Linked DNA regions of Mus musculus: region 1 is linked to region 2. Evidence: chromatin contacts called from public HiChIP or PLAC-seq data. All regions are on one chromosome and are shown on one strand. Each heading gives the region's core, a stretch centred on a gene start, on an enhancer-like site or on the middle of the called end of the contact. The rest is flanking DNA. Distances are from core to core; before and after follow the strand shown.

Region 1 (3,377 bases), core at 318-2,817, 330 kb after region 2:
AGGCAAGGGGTAGAGTCAGAGGCTGCCTGGCGCCCGAGAGCTTGGGGAGATGGCCGGGCCTCACACTACCTTTGTCCATCCTCTCACAGTCCCAAAGCCTCCGGCTCCAAACCACAGGGCTAGGAGGAAGGGTCCCACAGGCTCATCCAAGGGTTCTGACCAAGCGAGCTTGGATGCTGAGAAGAGAGTCTGGGAAGGAGAGGTAAGGCTCCCTCAGGCTCGGGTTTCCAACAGGCCAAACCTACTGACTGACCAATCCCTTATCCTCGTGCACTCGTGCACCCTGTCTGAGGTAGTGGGAAGAGGCAAAAGAGCTCTACTCTCAATTGCACCTAACCATTAGTAGCTATTACCTGGTCTGATGGCTCTGACAGTTAATCCCAGCATGTGGAGGCGGAGGTAGAGGTAGAGGTAGAGGTAGAGGTAGAGGTAGAGGTAGAGGTAGAGGTAGAGGTAGAGGCAGGTGGATCTCTGTTGACTTTAAGGCCAGCCTCGTCTACAGAGCAAGCCAGGGCTATCTATATAATGGTGAGCCTCTGCTCCAAACAATAAAAACAAAAAATATAAGTAGCTATGTGGGAGTCACTGAGGCCTTTGTGTGAATGATAAAAAGATGTGGGAAAAAACGTATTAGGCTCAGAGATCTCTCTTAATTTTACCAGTGAATCCTAAATTAAGCATTTGGAACGTTAACCAGAAAGGGTCAAGGGATTCCTGACTCATTTGTTTTCCTTTGCCTGTCTACTCAAATCAGCAGCACCAGCCTGCCCCCAGGCCACAGCCTGGGAAGGTAGATGGAATCCCACTATCTCGCTACCCTTTTGCTTTCCCTTCCATTTGCAGCTTTTACTAAAGCGGGTGGTTCCTTCGGACGATTCAAACGTGGTTTGGGAACTGTATGAATACCCAGCGCTTTGGCAGCCCCGCCCCTCCTGACTCCGGCGTCTCGTAGAGCAAAGTTCTGGCTCTGCCTTTAAGGACGCTCCACGACCAGCTCCGTGGGTACCACAGAAGGGGGGTGCAGGTGTCCAGTCCCACGAGCAACTAAGGCAAAGTGCTTGCCCTCCTTCCCTTCCCTCCTCCCGACAGGGCACCCCCAAGGTGAGGGATCAGTGCAGGTCTGTTTCAGGGACTCTGGGGAGCAGTGGTAATTTAGTCAACTCTTCGGCTCCATACTACTGCATCGATCTCGCCATCTGGCTCTGAGGCCCACAGGCCGGTGGTAGCGAACCAGGACCAACTCCCAGACAATTCTCATCCCACCTCAAGCATGCCACCTGTGCGCATGCGTAACACCGCAGGCCAGAGCCTGGCCTGATCGGACTTACGCATGCGCAGATTTTTCGGGGCGATACCGGGGCGGGGCCCCAAATCTTGTTGTGGGGTTGTGCCCCGAGGCACGTTGGGAAACTCCACTTCACCCTCCAGGTCTACTCAGAACACTAGGAGACGAGTCGCGGGGTCTCACCATTCCTAGGCTGCCAGCTCCAACAATTTCTCCGCGGCGACGGCAGGAGCCGCAGGGCCAAAGCCGGCTTCCGTGAGACACATCTACTTCCGGGTTGCGAACGAAGGGTTGGACGATCTCTTCCGGTTCGTCCTGGACCCGTAAGTGGAAGGGGCGTGGCCGTGCGCCTTAGTGGAAACCATTTTGCGGGGAGCCGGAAATACAGCTTTCCCGGTTGGCAGAAGCGCTTAGGGAGGCACCAGGCAGTGTTAATTATAGGAACCGCGGAGGTTTCCGTGTTGGAAAACGCAGCGGGAGGGCGGGGCTTGTGCTGAGACCCCGCCCAGGCGACGCTGGGAGGGGCGGGGCCGCCGTGCATTCGTAATTAGCACTAACCTTGGTAGGTCTCTCTGGACCAAATCTTGTATTGTTTTATCTGCCAGTGTTTTCAGATAAGGGATTCGGTCAGGCTCTTTGCTAAGCACAGGACTGGAGGAACATGTTGGAGAGTTTGCTCTAACTGTGGCGTACAGTACGATCCCGAAAATTCCTGTCTAAGGGGGAGATGCAGGATGGTGGCCGCGTTCCTAAGGAAACACTCCTTAGAAGGAGCGGCGCCAGTTGCTTACGCCAGAAGAACTCCATCTAGACTGCTGGGGTCAGTCGTGGGTAGCCAGCAAACCAACCGAATCCTTTTCAGAGGACAGTGTTCCCTGAGGAAACTGTTTTGAAAGAAAGAACTAGTTCCCAGAGAACAGGAGACGTCCAGACTTTGGGGCCGTGAGAGATGCCCGGGAAAGCTAGGGAGACTGGGCTCTAATAGCTCTTTCATGCCTTCTTTGAGGGGCACAAAAGTGGAGCAGCTCTGGCTGGAGGAGCTTCCGGGAAGAGCGTTTGCCCAGCGTGCCTGACATCCTGAACTTAAGTGTCAAATGGACGACCCTGACAAGTTGCAAGTCTTCTCTTCATAATATACTGTTACTTATTTAACGAGCATGTATTTGCTTTATCGCTCCCAAAACAAAGTTTTCTGGTATACAGTGTGCTTGTTAGAGGTTTGTCAACTTGAAACTAGCTAGAATCTTCGCGCTCAGTTGAGAAAATGCCTCCTTCAGACTGGTTGGTAGGCAAGTCTGGGGTGTGTTTTCTTGTTTGGATAGATGTGGGAGGTCTAAGCAGTGCCTGCCTTGAGGTTCTTGCCCCAACTTTCCTCGGTAATAGACAGTGACTTGAAAGTTATGAGATGAGGGGCTGGTGAGATGGCTCAGTGGGTAAGAGCACCCGACTGCTCTTCCAAAGGTCTGGAGTTCAAATCCCAGCAACCACGTGGTGGCTCACAACCATCCATAACGAGATCTGACTCCCTCTTCTGGAGTGTCTGAAGACAGCTACAGTGTACTTACATATAACCAATAAATAAATCTTAAAAAAAAAAAAAGAAAGTTATGAGATGAAATAGACCCTTTGCTTCCCAGGTCGCCTTTAGTTACAGTGTTTTGATCACAGCAATTAAAAACAAACTAGGACACAGTCTGGTGGGTTGTGCAAAATATAGTGTGGTTTAGTATCTATACAGATGACAATTAATTGGGCTTTCTTCTTTAAAGAGTTTTTGTTTGTTTGTTTGTTTGTTTTTAAGTAGGAGTGAAATACTTGTTGCTTATCAGGCAAGTTCTGTCCCACCAAGCCACATGGACAGCCCTAACAAGGGATCGTTTGGTAAAGAGCTGGATGGGTACTGTTCAATGTTTGTTAGATGTTTTTCTCCTAGGAAAGGCAAACCCTTAAAGAAGGAAACCCTGAAAGAAGAAAGGGTTATTTTAGCTCACAGGGTTTTTGGGGGTGTGAGGGGGACAAACATCATGGCAGGAAAGGCATGGTGGCAGGAGTGTGGGGTGATTGCTCACGCTGTGTCCAGAACTTGGAAGTG
Region 2 (3,375 bases), core at 577-3,076:
TCTCTGTGTAGCCCTGGATGTCCTGAAACTCACTCTGTAGACCAGACTGGCCATAAACTCAAGAGATCCGCTTGCCTGTGCCTCCTGAGTGCTGGAACTGAAGGCGCGCACCCCCACCTCCTACCTGGGTTGTTCTCTAGTTTCTAGATGGGAGCCACATTCAGGAGACACTAGAAACGTTCACTTGCCCCTGGCTGGAGCTGATGTCCTAAGCTAATGGCTTAGGAGGCAGAAACACATACTGAGCAGTTTCTTCGGCCTCATCCCTCCAGGTGGTCAGTATCTTATAAGGCCTGGATGTGCCCCCCCCTGGCCCCCCACCGTGATATGCCCAATCCCCAATGTGTACCTCTCCCAAGGAACACAGAAGAGATGCTACCCGACTCTTATCCTGGGGCTAGATACTCGTATGCCCTCATTGGTAAGGGCAGACCTAGTCCCCTTTACCGTTTCTTCAATCTAAGCATGCCAAGGGGTAGCCTAAAGCTCAGCCTGAGAAAAATGAAGAAAGACACCATCTGAGCCCTCCCCTTTATTCAGTAAGATCTCCTTCCACTCCTCCAAACCCTTCCCTTTTCATTTAGTATGTGCAGAGCTCTCTGGGAAAACAAAACAAAATAAAACAAAAAAACCCAGCAGACAAAGAGATTATCATTCAAAGCAGGCCCAAGGAAAATAGATTTCCCTAAGTCCCACGGGTGCTCCTACCCTAGAGTAGTACACTGCCGTATGGAAAGTTCAACTGCAATTCTAGATTAATGCTTAAAGAATAAGAAATACAGGCTAGATGCGCTCAGGATCACTGCGGACCCGGGACCCTCCCACCCCCACCCCACCCCACCCCACCCCACCCACACATGAGAACTCACACGGGATGGCTGGAAACCCAGTCTGAGTGTCAAACAAATTATCCGGAAGTCGTGCGGGGTGTGTGTCATTGTATTGGCTTGTGTTTGGCATGCTGCATGCCAGAGGCCCAGGATTCAATCACAGAAGGAATGAAAACAACCACTACTACAGGGGAGAGAAAACAGGCGGGGAAACCTCGGTGTTCCTCCATCTCCACTTCTTACAACCCCATCTCGTCGGACAGGACTTCTTTCTTCCTTAGTGGGAGGACCCACTACAGCTCCCACTTTTCCTTCGCCCCTCGCGCCACCATCGCATGTCCCCGGTTAACTGCTCAATGTGACCGAGTCTCCCTTCATTTCAACATCAACCATGGTTGCCCTTCATCTACTTTTAAGGGGGAACACGCACACTAACTTGTCCCGAAGCAAATCCATCCTTTTCCAGAGGATCAAACGCTCCACACTAGAGGACCCCCATCGCCAGGAACGCCCACGGGGGTGGAGTAGAAGGGGCGGGGGGAGGGGCGAGCGGCCGAGGAACGGAAACCCGGCGGCTTTGTTTACGGCTCAGGGACCCAGCCGACCCGACCGGGAGTTCACCGGCCCGGCCCCGGCGCTCGCAGGGGTCGAGGTGCTCCGGAGCCCAGGCAGCTGGACTTCCCGTCTCCATCGCGGCGCGCCCCTCCCACCTCGGCCCGGCCCCTTCCCGCCCAGGTCCCGGACTCACGATGCACTCGCGGACCCTGTCGTGGAACAGCTGTTCTCGCACGGATAGCACTTCGTAGTCAGCTGCTTCCATACTCTGCTCAGCATGACTGGGGCGGGGGTGTCTCCGGGCCCGGGGAGGACGAGCGGGGATGAGGCCGCCGCCGCCCGCCAAGCACCCGGACCCAGCCTAAGCGCCTCTCCTCGCTGCCCGTGACGGAAACTCAAGGTAATCTGGGGCTCAGATTCTGCGGTCGGACGCCCCGCCCTTAAAGGGGCAGGCCCCAGCCCGCCTAGTCTTAAAGGGCTCGGGTCCCCCTCGGTCCCCTCCCCTTTAAGGTGGGGTCACTCGCAAGCACGTTTCAACGCAAGTACCCGCCGCCCGGCTACGCGGAAGTGCCAGGCTTGGTGCCCAGTGACGACACAAGGCCTGGGCGGGTTTCTTCAGAGGAGCGGAACTTACTGGTTCCTCGTAGACTGTCGGTCATCGCTAGGAGTGCGCTGATAGGACATTCTGGGAAAGGAGGCGGGATGTTTTTGGCCTGTCGAAGCTGTTCTAAAACTAAGAGTCCTTGTGGTCCACGGCTGAGATGTGAGGGTTGGTTCCAGGATGTGTATCCGTCAGGATTTTAGTTTAAACGAATAAGGTTGGGATCAGGTCAGCCCGTCGAGAAGATGTAAGCACCACGGGGTCTTCTGAAGGGACGGCTGCCTGTAACCCAAAGGTCCATAGCGTTTTCTTTTCTTTTTCTTTATTTTTATTTTTGGTTTTTCGAGATAGGGTTTCTCTGTGTAGCCCTGGCTGTCCTGGATCTCACTCTGTAGACCAGGCTGGTCTCGAACTCAGAAATCCGCCTGCCTCTGCCTCCCAAGTGCTGGGATTAGTGGCTTGTGCCACCACTGCCCGATGCGTTTTTTTATTTGTTATTGGAGTTTCCCTGCCACTCCAGACAGCTTTCACACAGTTATTTTTGTGGAAGGCCTAGGGTATTAGAGAACAAATAGTTAAAAAACAAACCACAACAAAAACAAAAAAACAGGAGACTTTTTAAAAATGTCATGAAACTTTTGTTTTGTTGAGACAGGTCTTGCGATGCAAACCAGGCTACCCTTGAATTCTCAGCTTCCTAGTTGATTGCATGTATTACCAGGCCCAGGCTATCCCGAAACTGAGGAAATATCCCAGGGAATATTGGTGAGTGGGTTGAGTAAAACATTAACTCCCAAACATTAACTCCCTGCTATGTGCTGTTCTCTTTATAGCCTTTATCTAATTTTAATGTTTTAACATTTTAACGTTTTAACGTTTTAATTTGAAACTAGAAAATAGAGGTTGGCCCAGTCCTACTTTGAGATTCAGAAACCATCTGGGCATTGTGGCACACGTCTTTTAATTCAGCACTAGGAAGGCAGAAGCAGGTGGATCTATAAATTCATGGCCAGTCTGCCCTTTACATAATGTTTTAGGACAACCAGAGTAACATGGTGAGAATTTGTCTCAAAAACAAAATAAATACATCCCGTGTATACATTTATGTTTATATAGTTGGCCCTCTGCATTGTTGGGTTCTACATCTGTGGGTTCAGCTAATCTCAAACACAAAGCAAAAACCATTTGGGAGGGGTAGCTATAGAGATGGCTCAGTTGGTAACAGGAGAAGGACCTAAGTTCCATTCCTAGCACCCACAATTAATGAGTAGTGCAGGCTGGTGAACCCGGGGAGGTGTGGACGGGAGGATCCCTAGGGTCTGCTGACTAGACTAGTCAGCGAACCCTATTCATGTAGCCCCAAGTCCTAATGAGAGACCAAGTCTAAAA

Evidence for each region. HiChIP or PLAC-seq counts read pairs in DNA pulled down with a chosen protein or histone mark.
Region 1: an H3K27ac HiChIP or PLAC-seq map of extraembryonic endoderm stem cells shows a contact between it and region 2. The contact joins the promoter of Mcrs1 here to the promoter of Lmbr1l in region 2. A contact is called at or near these places in 4 of 39 promoter capture datasets (the HPC-7 cell line, cranial neural crest, hippocampal neurons and 1 more), 1 of 484 Hi-C or Micro-C datasets (CD4 T cells), 4 of 115 datasets of contacts at active chromatin or transcription factors (the 230-238 cell line, embryonic stem cells, extraembryonic endoderm stem cells and 1 more) and 1 of 9 other capture datasets (adipose tissue).

The regions. Positions count from the first base shown.
Region 1 is chr15:99,250,394-99,253,770 of GRCm38.p6, forward strand. It overlaps Mcrs1 (microspherule protein 1), which reads right to left and starts at 1,568. Exons shown (of 15, transcript NM_016766.3): 1 at 1,469-1,568; 2 at 70-189. The coding sequence starts at 79. 1700120C14Rik (RIKEN cDNA 1700120C14 gene) reads left to right here and starts at 1,395. Exons shown (of 3, transcript NR_045627.2): 1 at 1,395-1,608.
Region 2 is chr15:98,916,272-98,919,646 of GRCm38.p6, forward strand. Lmbr1l (limb region 1 like) reads right to left here and starts at 1,827. Exons shown (of 17, transcript NM_029098.3): 1 at 1,579-1,827. The coding sequence starts at 1,650. Gm41396 (a long non-coding RNA gene) reads left to right here and starts at 1,698. Exons shown (of 5, transcript XR_001781764.2): 1 at 1,698-1,785; 2 at 2,642-2,751.